Regions from separate parts of the Mus musculus genome. Here regions 1 and 3 are each linked to region 2. Evidence: chromatin contacts called from public Micro-C and promoter capture Hi-C data. All regions are on one chromosome and are shown on one strand. The core of a region is the stretch at or near the end of the contact, and the rest is flanking DNA. Distances in the headings are between cores, read along the strand shown.

The links. Promoter capture Hi-C pulls out the DNA fragments that hold promoters and counts their contacts. A called contact is a pair of places that touch in the nucleus more often than the background predicts.
Region 1: a Micro-C map of embryonic stem cells shows a contact between it and region 2, with 1.7 times the contacts expected there. The contact joins the promoter of Lmo2 here to the promoter of D430041D05Rik in region 2. A contact is called at or near these places in 6 of 39 promoter capture datasets (cranial neural crest, embryonic stem cells, liver and 2 more) and 1 of 484 Hi-C or Micro-C datasets (embryonic stem cells).
Region 3: a contact with region 2 is called in a promoter capture Hi-C map of embryonic stem cells. The contact joins the promoter of Tcp11l1 here to the promoter of D430041D05Rik in region 2. A contact is called at or near these places in 9 of 39 promoter capture datasets (the HPC-7 cell line, cranial neural crest, embryonic stem cells and 4 more) and 1 of 9 other capture datasets (adipose tissue).

Annotation. Positions count from the first base shown.
Region 1 is chr2:103,968,097-103,971,718 of GRCm38.p6, forward strand. It overlaps Lmo2 (LIM domain only 2), which reads left to right and starts at 2,191. Exons shown (of 3, transcript NM_008505.4): 1 at 2,191-2,616. The coding sequence starts at 2,366. All of the region lies in intron 1 of Gm38515 (a long non-coding RNA gene), which reads right to left.
Region 2 is chr2:104,408,956-104,412,853 of GRCm38.p6, forward strand. It overlaps D430041D05Rik (RIKEN cDNA D430041D05 gene), which reads right to left and starts at 1,656. Exons shown (of 21, transcript NM_001368844.1): 1 at 974-1,656. The coding sequence starts at 1,208.
Region 3 is chr2:104,710,274-104,713,684 of GRCm38.p6, forward strand. Tcp11l1 (t-complex 11 like 1) reads right to left here and starts at 1,889. Exons shown (of 10, transcript NM_177190.5): 1 at 1,703-1,889. Gm6306 (predicted gene 6306) reads left to right here and starts at 34. Exons shown (of 1, transcript NR_166704.1): 1 at 34-2,630.

The DNA.
Region 1 (3,622 bases), core at 941-3,440, 440 kb before region 2:
TATGCTCCCATTTCATTAGAGATCCATGTACCACATGATGGGTGTATAGTTCCATCAATCCTTACACCAAACCCTCTAGTTAGTAAATCCCATTATTCCCATTTTACTAACAAGGATGCTGAAAGTGTAAATTCTGCTTGTTCAGCTGAGTTCACATGATGGTAAAAGGGAGGTTACAATACAGGCAAACTCCTCAGCCACTTTCTTCATGCCGTATCTTGAAGGTAGTTTTCCTAGTCACATGAGCTGATAAGAGTCTAAAGCAACCCCAGGAAATATGGTTCTAGTGGCTCGGCATTAAAACATCATTATTAAGTAGATATACTGCTAATCACAACCCGTGTGTTTTCATTGTTTCTTTTTCTTCTTTTGGTTTTGGTTTTGAGACACTGTCTCCTGTAGCCCAGACTGGCCTGTGACGAACTTTGTAGGGGAGGATGACTTAGAATCCCTAATGCTCCTGCCCTGCCTGACCTGGGATTACTGGCCTGTGCTACCACTAACAATGTTTATTTTCACTTCAGATAGAAATGAAAGTAGAATAACAAGTTATGTATTTATCATATAATTTAGGCTTGCCTAAACATTGTAAAAAATTTGTTTTTTAATTTAGAAAAACTAAGGACTTAAATAGAAAATATCTTTTTATACACTGAAGGTGGGTTTTGGACCAACACGAGGGCAGGCGCACAAACACAGATTTTAATTATTCCCTTTCAGTATACGTGTCAGGACATGGAGAGAGAGGGAAATGACACGAATCTGTGGGTAGTGGTTCAGGCTATTGCTAGGGAGAAATCAGGGAGGACTTTGCTCAGTACGGGGAATCCGGGAATTCATTTCTGACTATCATCTTCCGGGGTGAGCTGGTCTAGGTTATTAAAGCAATCTTTAAATTGGGGCTGAAATGCCTATGTCTTTGATCCGGGCTGTTCTTACTAAACAATGGATTCTGAGAGCACTCGGGACTTTCCTCTTTACAAACCTGAAGACTGTCATCATCATAAGCTAACGGGCCTTGAACGATCATTTCTGGACTCAGTTTCAAGGAACTCAAGGCCCAGGGGGACCTAGGTTTTTCTCCTGAAAAGTAGCTAGCTGGAATCCATCTCTTCCCTTCTGTATTTCTTTCTCCTTCTAGAACTTGTCTTCAAGCTTGAAGGAGAAACCTGCCCTTTTCTTTGTTTTATATAAGACAAAATAATAGTAAGTAATAACTGAAAGTCTTTTTATCGGGAAGGAACTTCCTCCGGTCCAAGCAAGTATTGCTGCTGATACTTTACAGAGAGGGCCAGCCTCACCGCTGGAGTTCGCTCTTTGAAAGAGGCTAGGGGAGGGAATTCTGCCGCCAGCAGATGGAGAGGAGACCCGGACAACGTGGTCCCTCCCAGACACCCTCCCTGCGGGATTAGCTGCCCCCAGCTCTGCTCAGGCGCACCTAGCGCGTGAGGTTCCTGGTCACACAGCTTGCGCCCCTCTCTGGAGAGCAGTCGCAGCTACTAGCTTGCCGCCAGCAGAGCCGCACTGTCTCGGGCATCGCAGAGCACCACGACTGTGGACTTGGGACCTCGAACCCGAGACGAGCGCGCGCTAGCCAGCCATTAGCAACGCTTGCATTTCTGCAGGTGCTTATTTCACATTCTTGTCTTTTCTTTCCTGCTGGAACGGGCGAGTGGTTACTTTCAGCCTGAGGCCAAAGGGAAAGGCAGAAGAAGGGGAACTCTGAAAAAGACAGTTTAGTGGCAGCGGGATTCTTGCCCCAGGAGAGGGGCTCAGGGGAGACTCTCGGTCTCTGCCGCGGGCCCTTTTAAGAAGCCAAGTCAGGGCTGCCGCTGTCGCCGTTGCTGCTGCTGCCGCTGCCGCCGCCGCCGCCGCCGCCGCCGCTATTTGGATTGCTAATCCCCAGGAGCCCCGTTTAAAAAAAAAAAAAAAAAGGAAGAAAAAAAGGGGGGAGGGGGCGGGCAGCTGTCTCTTTAAATGTGATTTCCTTCTATTGTATTTGAATCGTGATCAGGAAAAAGGAAATGAAACCAGAGACAGAGGGAAGCTGAGCGAAAATAGACCTTCGCGAGAGAGGAGGGAGCCTGGGGAGAGCCGCGCGGTCAGCTCCCCGCCCCCAGGCCGCCGCCCCCTCACTGCCCCCGGCGCCCCGACCCCGGCGAAGGTGCGAGGGGCTCGGGGCGACCGGGCGGAGCCGGCTACTGCGCGCGATCGGGACCGGGCGGCGGCGGCGGCGGCTGTGGTGACGGCAGCGGGACCGGGATGGAAGGTTAAGTCCTGAGCAGCGGCAGCTGTCGCAGCCACCGGAGGGAGGCCGGGCTGCTCCCCGGCCCCCTGCCTTGGCCGCCGCGCGCCGGGCAGCTGGATGATTCGCTCTCTCTCTTTGGCGTTTGAAGGGAGCGCGGTGACTGTCCTTGAGCGTGGAGGGGCGAGCTCGCCAGCGGAGCGACCGAGCAAGAGGAGGCGCAGGAGCGGCGGCGCCCGAGCACCCGAGGGGGTCCGAGTCCAGGCAGCTAGCCAGCCACGCGCCACAAAGGGAGCGCCCCCGCCGCCCGGCACGCCGCCCCCCTCCCCAATGTCCTCGGCCATCGAAAGGAAGAGCCTGGACCCGTCTGAGTAAGTGTGGCGCTTCTGTTCCGGCACCCCAAACAGGGTCCCAGGCTAGGCGCGAGGGGCTGACTCCAGGTGCGCGCCCGCAGCGTGCCCTTGATCCCTCCGTCTCCCAGGGGTTCTCTTTCCTCGCGGGTGACTCTGGAAACACCGAGAGGGACTGGGCGGCGGAAGCTGTAACTGGGATCGACCCTGCGGACCGCTCCGGGCTATCTGGAAAGCTCCCCAAACCTTTACCAGGGCCAGAAAGTTTGCCCAGGAGCTGGCACCCGGAGCTCTGAGGCACAGGTGCAGGGCAGGGAGAGTGGAGGACAAGATTCTGCCTTCTCCCTTTTCGTCCCACCCTCTCCAGGTTCCCTTCCTTTTTGTCCATTTGGCCTTGGAAAGGGGGGCATCCCAACTAGAACATCCCGGGGTCTCCGACGTCGACTCTCCTACCAGGCCCGGAGTAGAGCGGACAGTTGATGAGGTCCGCTTGTCCACCTGGGAACTGGTTCTGGCCTCCAGAGACTTCTAGAATTGCTAATCTGTCGTTCCTCCCGGTACATGTTCGCCCCTCCCCTGAGTTTCCTAGTGCGGGCATGTGAACCTCGAAAGTTAGTGCACATTTTTTTTTCTGTCTAGTATGTTTTTCTAGGGAGCAGAATCTCATCGAACTCTCAGAAGGGCTGTGTGTGTGTGTGTCAGCGAACCAGAGCTTTAATGAGCATGTACTGTCTAGTGCTCTGAGCTTTGCGCTGGTTTGCAAAGAACAGCCCCCCCTCCCTTCCCCATTCCACAGCCTGTACCCTCCTAGCCCATTCTCTAGCCTTAACAAGGGGAGCCAGGAACGAAGGTATCGGTTTTTTTTTTTCCACGTCCACACAAATGCCCTTTTAAGAGTCATTAGCTGTCTGGTTTTGAGTTTTTATTCCTTTGAAGTCCTCATCTAATCCTTTGAAGGGATTTGTTAACACAAGACCAAAGGCACTGCTAATGACTTGTCCGTTTGGGCTTTTAAGATGCATTTGTT
Region 2 (3,898 bases), core at 406-2,905:
GATATAGCCCACCAGAATACGTAATTTAAAACTGGTATAAGCTCCTTCAAAACTGGGACTTCCAATCTGATATGGGGAAAGGCCATACATAGACACGTGTTGGAGGGCGAGGGGCGGTTCTCCTTGGTCCTCACTAAAAGCTGCAGCACTACAGAAACCAGTTACCTAAAATGAGAGGTTTGCATTTGTTAGGCTGAATGTATCTATAATCTAGAATTCCACCACAAACACAGAAGCTTGCCCTTCACGGGAGTCATAGCAATCATTCTTATTTCAAAGACCATGGCTGGCCGCGCAGTGTAAGTTTCAAAGCACTTCTGCAGAATAATTCTGCCCAAATAGTTACAACAGATCCACAAAATCGTCCGCGGAAGTACAGAAATCTGTTTCTGAAGGATCGTTGGTGGTCTGAGCACCAAGAGTGACTCTTCTTCAACGAGCCTCTTGTAAAAAATAGGTATACATTTGATCAATGCCTGAACCTTTTGCAAAATGCAATCAATTATTTTAAGTACCTCATTCCCAAAAGGAAGGGAGGGGAACCTGTTATGAGCAACGGGGGAACGCTATTTTGACACAGAAATTGCTTCAAACTCTCAGGTCATTCCTTGCACTTAAGACAAAGTGAATACTAGCAACGGGAAGCCCAAAACATCCACAACATCCCACTGAACAGGTCTCTTTTATGCTATCCTAACTACGCCATGTCTAGCTAAAGGAAGCGTGTTTGTGGGACCACCAGGAAGCATTTACAACTTGTCCAGGGAGGAAAAATTAAAGATAAAAACGTGCCTCTTTCTTCACCGCCCACGATGCCTTCTCAAGAGACAGATTTCTGACAGTTCGCCCGCTGGTGCAACTGCTAAGGGCAAATAAAAGCCTGGCGGTGCTGCAAAGAGCCCACCACCCACCACCACGCGGTTAAGCGGCTCCAGACCCCGCCGCGGGCGGAGAGCCGCTGCCAAGCGCTTACCGGAGTCGGCCCAGCAGTGCCCGGAGAGGGCAGCCAGCAGCAAGAGTCCCAGCAGCAGCGGCCGCCGCAGCAGCACATCCTCGGACCGGCGGGCCTCGGAGCTTCTCACGCCCTGGCAACGCGCGGCGATCCCGCCCGCCCCGCAGAGCCCTTGCTCCCGGAGCCGGTCCCTGGGCTCCCGCGCTGCCGGCTCAGCTTCGCTCGGGCCCTGGGGCTTCGCCTCCTGCAGAGCCATAGGGACTGTTCATACATCCAGGCCGCTGCCTCGTTCCACACCGCGCCGGTGAGCCCAGCCCTCCGCGCACCGCTCCTCACCGGGCATCTCGGGCCATGGCCCGGGAGTCGGAGGGAGGCAGGAGGTGCGAGCTGCTCGCTCGTCCTGCCTCGGTGGGAGGCGGGCTCAATGGAGCCGCGGCTTCAGGCGCGCGGGTACCGGGGTTGCATGGGGGTTCCCACGGTGCGGCGAGGGTGGGACGGGCGGCGCCCCGGTCCCCTCCCCAGGGCCGGATGCTACACCTCGAGCGCGAGGCTGCGAGACACGGAGACCCGCGGACCTAGCTCGTGCAGCGTGCCGCCCGCCGCCGCCCCTGCGCCCAGGTCTCTATCTCTGTCGGTTCACTGGATCGCTAGGCTCTGGCTCCAGCCGCGAAAGCTACTGCAGCTCCGAGCGGCGCCTCATTGACAAAGAAAGCACGTAGCACAGGAGCGGGCAAGGGAGGCGAGGCAGGCGCGCGCGCGCATCCCCGCGCGAAACCACCGCGCGCCCCCAGCTCCCGCGCGCGGGGCTGAACCCTGCCCTGCGCTGGCGAGGTCCTCGTTGAGGGGGACTTTCCTCCGCCCAGGGTTCCCAGATCGTGAGAAGGAAAGGTAGGCTGGGATAGCCCTCTGACCGGAGAAGGGACTGGACACCTAGATACCTTCACGGTCGACGGTCAACGTGCTGAGAAAGCTAGGTGCTCAACCTGCATCTTGGAAAAGCTTTCCGAGGATGAGCGGAAGAGCTTGGTGCAGGTTGTTCACTGCTACTCTGGGGGGCTGGCAGACACCTGCCTGCCAAATTTACCCCCAAAGAACTAGAGCTGTTGTGCCCTATTTGCAATGAAACACTGAAGTAAATAAAACACGTTATAAACATTTGTTGCAGCCATACTATGAGAGAGGCAGTGCATTGAGCTTTGGGACAACTACAGGCATTTCCAAAAAGTCTTTCCCAAATAAGAGAGCTGACTAGTCAGTCTCTCTCTAGTAGGATGAAAGGGCAGAGTCAGCTGAGTTGTCCTTCTGCCCTTACCCTTGTTCTGCATCTGTACCCTTGAGCAGGCTATCTAGTTCGCAGGTGCTTCAAACTCCCTTCAGTCAATAAGTTGTCCACAGGATAGCAGCAAACCCAGCAGCACCCATTGCTTGCCAGCGACTGTGTCAGGGAAAAGCATTTGCACTGACCTGGCCCTGTTATATGCCGGGCCCTATTCCAGACACTTGGACAGGAGCCACAAACATAATCTCTGTAGGTAATAAATTGACTACCAGACAGTGCTTAAAAAGCCTCAGAGAAAATGGTAAGGTAAAATGCTGGAAAGTGGAGATGGAGGTATTGCAGCAGTAAACAGGAGGTAAAGAGGCTTCACTGAGAAGGTGACATGTGGGAGAAGACCAGAAGGAGGTCAAGGAACAAGGCAAGCTGAAGAAACAATCTAAAGAGATCCGTGAGGTCAAACCTCTGAGGCCGGCCTGGCCTGGTGTGTTCCAGGCCCAGCACAGCAAGCAGGGGGATGCTGAGAAATGGAAGCTGCTCTCTCATTCATCCTCTCTCTCTGTGTGTGTCTCTCTCTGTCTCTGTCTCTGTCTCTGTCTCTGTCTCTCTCTCTCTCTCTCTCTCTCTCTCTCTCTCTCTCTCTCTCTCTCTCTCTCTATTACACACACACACATACCACGATGGCCCATGGTTCTGGAGAAGGCTTGTCTCCCCCTCACCTGTGTCCGCAGGACGGCAGTTAGACTGCAAAGCAGGAGATGTATTTGCACACGCTAACTTCAGAGAGCAGGTGTGTCTTATCGTGCATTTCAGATCTGAACTGCAGTAGTGTGGGTTCTTAAAATCAGAAATGCTCAAAAAAATATGAAACACCTCTGTGCCATATCAGCACTCAAAAAAGTCCCAGGGCTGGTGAGACAGTTCATGGAGCGAGGCCACCTGCTACCAAGACCGGCAATCTGAGCTTGGTCCCTGGGACCTACCTACATGGTAAGACAAAAACAGCTCCTGAGAGTTGTCTTTTAATCTTTATCTCCATACTCTAAATGAATAAAGCAATAATTAAGACCTGGGGACGTGAACTCTGAATGACTTCAAATTTTCAGATCAGACACACTCATACACAGGTATCCCCAGACCCAGATGACTCTGAAATGTGCAGCCTTTCTGGCCCCAAAGCATTTTGGATGAGGGGTATTCATCCTTCCCTGGGGGGTTGTGACTGACCCTTGCCCTTTCGTTAAATGTACCGTACCGTTTGGAGTTGTTTTAAGAAACTTACAAGTCAGGGCAGTGGTTGTACATTCCTTAAATCCCAGCACTCAGGAAGAGACAGGCAGATCCCTGAGTTCAAGGCCAGCCTGGTCTTCAGAATGAGTTCCAGGACAGCCAAGGCTACACAGAGAAACCCTGCCCTGAGGAGGTTGGGGGGAGGAATGGCAAATGGTGATCCCTGAGAAGGAAATGGGGACTGGGATGACGGCCCAAAGTCTAGGCACGTTCTGACTGACAGACACAAAGACCACGTGTGCCCAGTAGGGGTGGGGAGGGAGGCAGGAGGGAGGGCTTGCAAAAGTCAACATGCTCATTCAACAACACAGTACATGGAGAAATGGGACAGGAGGAGGAAGGGACATTCAGGACTACTCGTGGGAGGTTCTGGATACATC
Region 3 (3,411 bases), core at 639-3,138, 300 kb after region 2:
TTGGGAAGACCAGCCTCCACACCCCCCACCCCATGTACTTTCTAGCTAGCCTAGGACTCACCATACAGCCCCCGAACTCATAAGAAGAGCTGCCCACCTCAGCTCCTGGGGCTTTCAATCCCAGAAAGCCATGTGCCACCACTCCCTGCCCAACTTTTCCTTCCAAAACCCATTTCTCCATTGTCTTAAATCCTACTAGCGTTTGGAAGTGCAACAGATCCAATGTTCATTACCTACAGATTCTATAAGAAACAAAACATCTAATTTTATCCTCTTCAAACACCAGGGAGCTGTCCAGAGGAAGTCATTCACTGGATACAGAGAAGAGGAAAGGCAAGATGCCTTGAGTCACAAAAGACTGTCCCTGTCCCCCCAAGACCCTGTTCAGGTCCTGTCTCCTCCCAGGGCTCTTCCTTCAACCTTATGAATGTTTACATCTTTCTCCAAAGTCCTGCAAGGCTGATTGTGAGACAGCTGGCATCCATCACTGCCTTTAATTCCAGTCAAAATATGATTATTCCAATAGGGATAGGAAGCTGAAAACAATCTAATCAGAGACGGACAGGCATGCTTGCAAGGAGCCACAATGAAACTCAAATTAGCATGACGCTGCTATTCTGAAGAGGAGGAAGCTGAGAAAACTTTCCCAGAAAAGATGACATGTGACCTGTCTTTGAAAGGAGTAGAATTTCACCAAGTTATAACGTCGGGGTAGGGGTGAAAGGAGGGGGGTTTTCATTCCTCCAGCAGAAAAGCCAGTGGTGCCTGAAATGGAAAAGTGGCAGTAAGCAAAGATGGAAAGAGGAATTGGGGGTCTGGTGGGGAAAGCGCTAATTTGTACTCTAAAAATGAAATGAAAAGCTTTGTCTAGATTTTGAACTTCTCAAGAGCCAAGATCAATCATATTCTCCATAAATGCTCTATTAGTATACCCCTAAGCCCCCAAGCCCGGCAAACAGATACTCATTTGTTGACAGACATAAAACCCTGTGTCATCTGTGTGATGTCACTGTTAGGAGGGGTTGTTCAAGGTGTTTTGGGTAGCACTGAACCTGTGGTTTAAAAGTGACAATAACTTCAGTAAAAGTGGCCCATTTTTCTTAAAATGTCCTATTCCCCCATCACTACTGAGGTCTCATTCTGTGTCTTTACTGTGGCTTCAGTTTTCTACAGTTAAGTGCCTCCTGGTTTCCTGCATAAGGGTACCCTGCGGCCACAGACTGCCACACCACCACCATTCCACACTGGCAGCTATAATTAAAGAGTAGTAGGATTATGGGGGGGGGGGTGCTATTTAATTGCTCTCATTCATTCACTCAACAATCATAAAACCCTATGGTACCTAACCAGGAAACCGAGGGGGAGGATCCTGGCACGGGGACCGGCATCTGTCGGAGCTGCACGCCGGCCCAAGCTGAACACAAAAGAATCCTCCAGAAAGGGTCTTTCAAGCGAAAAGAAAAGATCTCTGACCCCCGGCGCCGGGAACCGCGTTCAGATTTCGTCGTAAACAGCTGTTTCGGTCGGCGAGGGCAGGGGCGCGCCGGGGAGTCCGGCCTGGAGGGTGGGCCTCACCCATCCCTGTTCTCCTCCTCGCTCCACCCTGCATCCTCGGGACCCGACCGGCTGGGAGAGGTCCAGAAACCGGAGCGCTTTCGCCCGGTGGATCCCGGGCCGGCCCGCCGGCCTCTGCCCCGCTCACCTGCCGCGGCGTCGGCGACCACCCAGGGTCACTCCGGCTGCGAGTACCGCGGGGTCCGCGACGCGAAAGGGGGGGAGCGATGCGCGCCGGCCTGGGCGCCTGGGCCTCGACCCCCGCCGGGGCGCCTGGCTCTCCCCGAGCTGCGGGCCGTCCTCTGTGCCCCGCGTCGGTGGGCAGCGCCGGCCGCGCTCAGTGCGGGGCGGGGGAGGCGGGATGCGCCTGCCCAGCGTGGGCGGCGCCATGCTCCTGTACGGACCGGCGGCCGGCTCTCCCGCTGTCACCAAGGGGCTCGGGAATCTGGCGCTCGGAGCTGAGCTTCACTACGTTTTTGTGTGGAAAGGCTGATGCGGGCCCGGGGAGGGGGGCGGCCGAGGGAGTGCGGTGGCCCCCGGCTCGAAGTCGCTCCGGCCGCACAGGGAGGCGCCATGTTGAGGTTGGGCAAAAGCGGAGGCGATGGCGCGCAGTTAAAAGTGTGGTAAAGCGCAGGGCGCCTTAGAAGCTACTTTCCCTGCCAGGACTTTGAAAACTGAATATTCCATCAACCAGGCCAATCTCACTCCCTTGCCTTCATTTTGGACACCCACACACTCACAGGCTCCTTTTGGATTCTGAGCCCTGGCTTGAGCGGTCCCTTCGAAGTGTTTGGGTGACCGAGGCTTCAGCTTGATATGAAAAGAGGCGAGAGCAGCGGTTCCCTAGCTCAGCCCTTGGAGAAGTTGCGTTCCAGAAAGGAAGATCATTTCCCCTAAATATCATGTCCCTGGGTCCATAAAGTTGGGGCGGGCATGATCATTGTTGTACAAGAAAAAAAAAATTAAGCCAACAAAAACATCACCCCACTCCAAGCCTGGGGCGCTATAATAGCTAACTTCACTAACAGAAATACTTTGTCATCTGTCTCTATCTTAAATAAAAGATAGGAATCTTTGCTACTTTGTAGATTCTCCTCCCCCACTCCTTCCCCCTCTAACACTAGACCGAAGAGAAATAAGCATAGAGGGGAGAGACAGAGGACAGAGGGGGTGGGGGTGGGAGAGGGATTCTTGATTGATTGATTTGGTTTTTCGAGACAGGGTTTCTCTGTATAGTCCTGGCTGTCCAGGAACTCACTCTGTAGACCAGGCTAGCCTCGAACTCAGAAATCCACCTGCCTCTGTCTCCCAAGTGCTGGGGTTAAAGGCGTGCACCACCACGCCCGGCTAAGGGATCCCTGAATTTAATTTCTTTCCTTTTTTCTTTTTTTCTTTTTTTTTCTTTAAGCACTACTACTAACAAACCGCATATGTAAACTCCGGGCCCCACCTACTGTTTATATATCACTGAAAAGTTTCCAGAATTCCCAACTCACACAATCATAGAAACTATTTGCAGCTCGCAAAACGGAGCTGGAGCTCGAGGCAAATCATTGTCCGCTGTTGCAGACAGTCCTAAGCAGTTCCCCCATCCCTATACCTGGGATTAAAATGAAAGCACATTTTAAAATTTGTGGTTTTGTTGGGCTTTTTTTGGTTTTTGGAGACAGGGTTTCTCTGTGTAGCCCTGGCTGTCCTGGAACTCACTTTGTAGACCAGGCTGGCATCGAACTCAGAAATCCACCTGCCTCTGCCTCCCAAGTGCTGGGATTAAAGGTGTGCGCCACCACTGCCCGGCTTGTTTGTTTTTAAAGATTTATTTACTTATTTTATATAGGTACACTGTAGCTGTCTTCA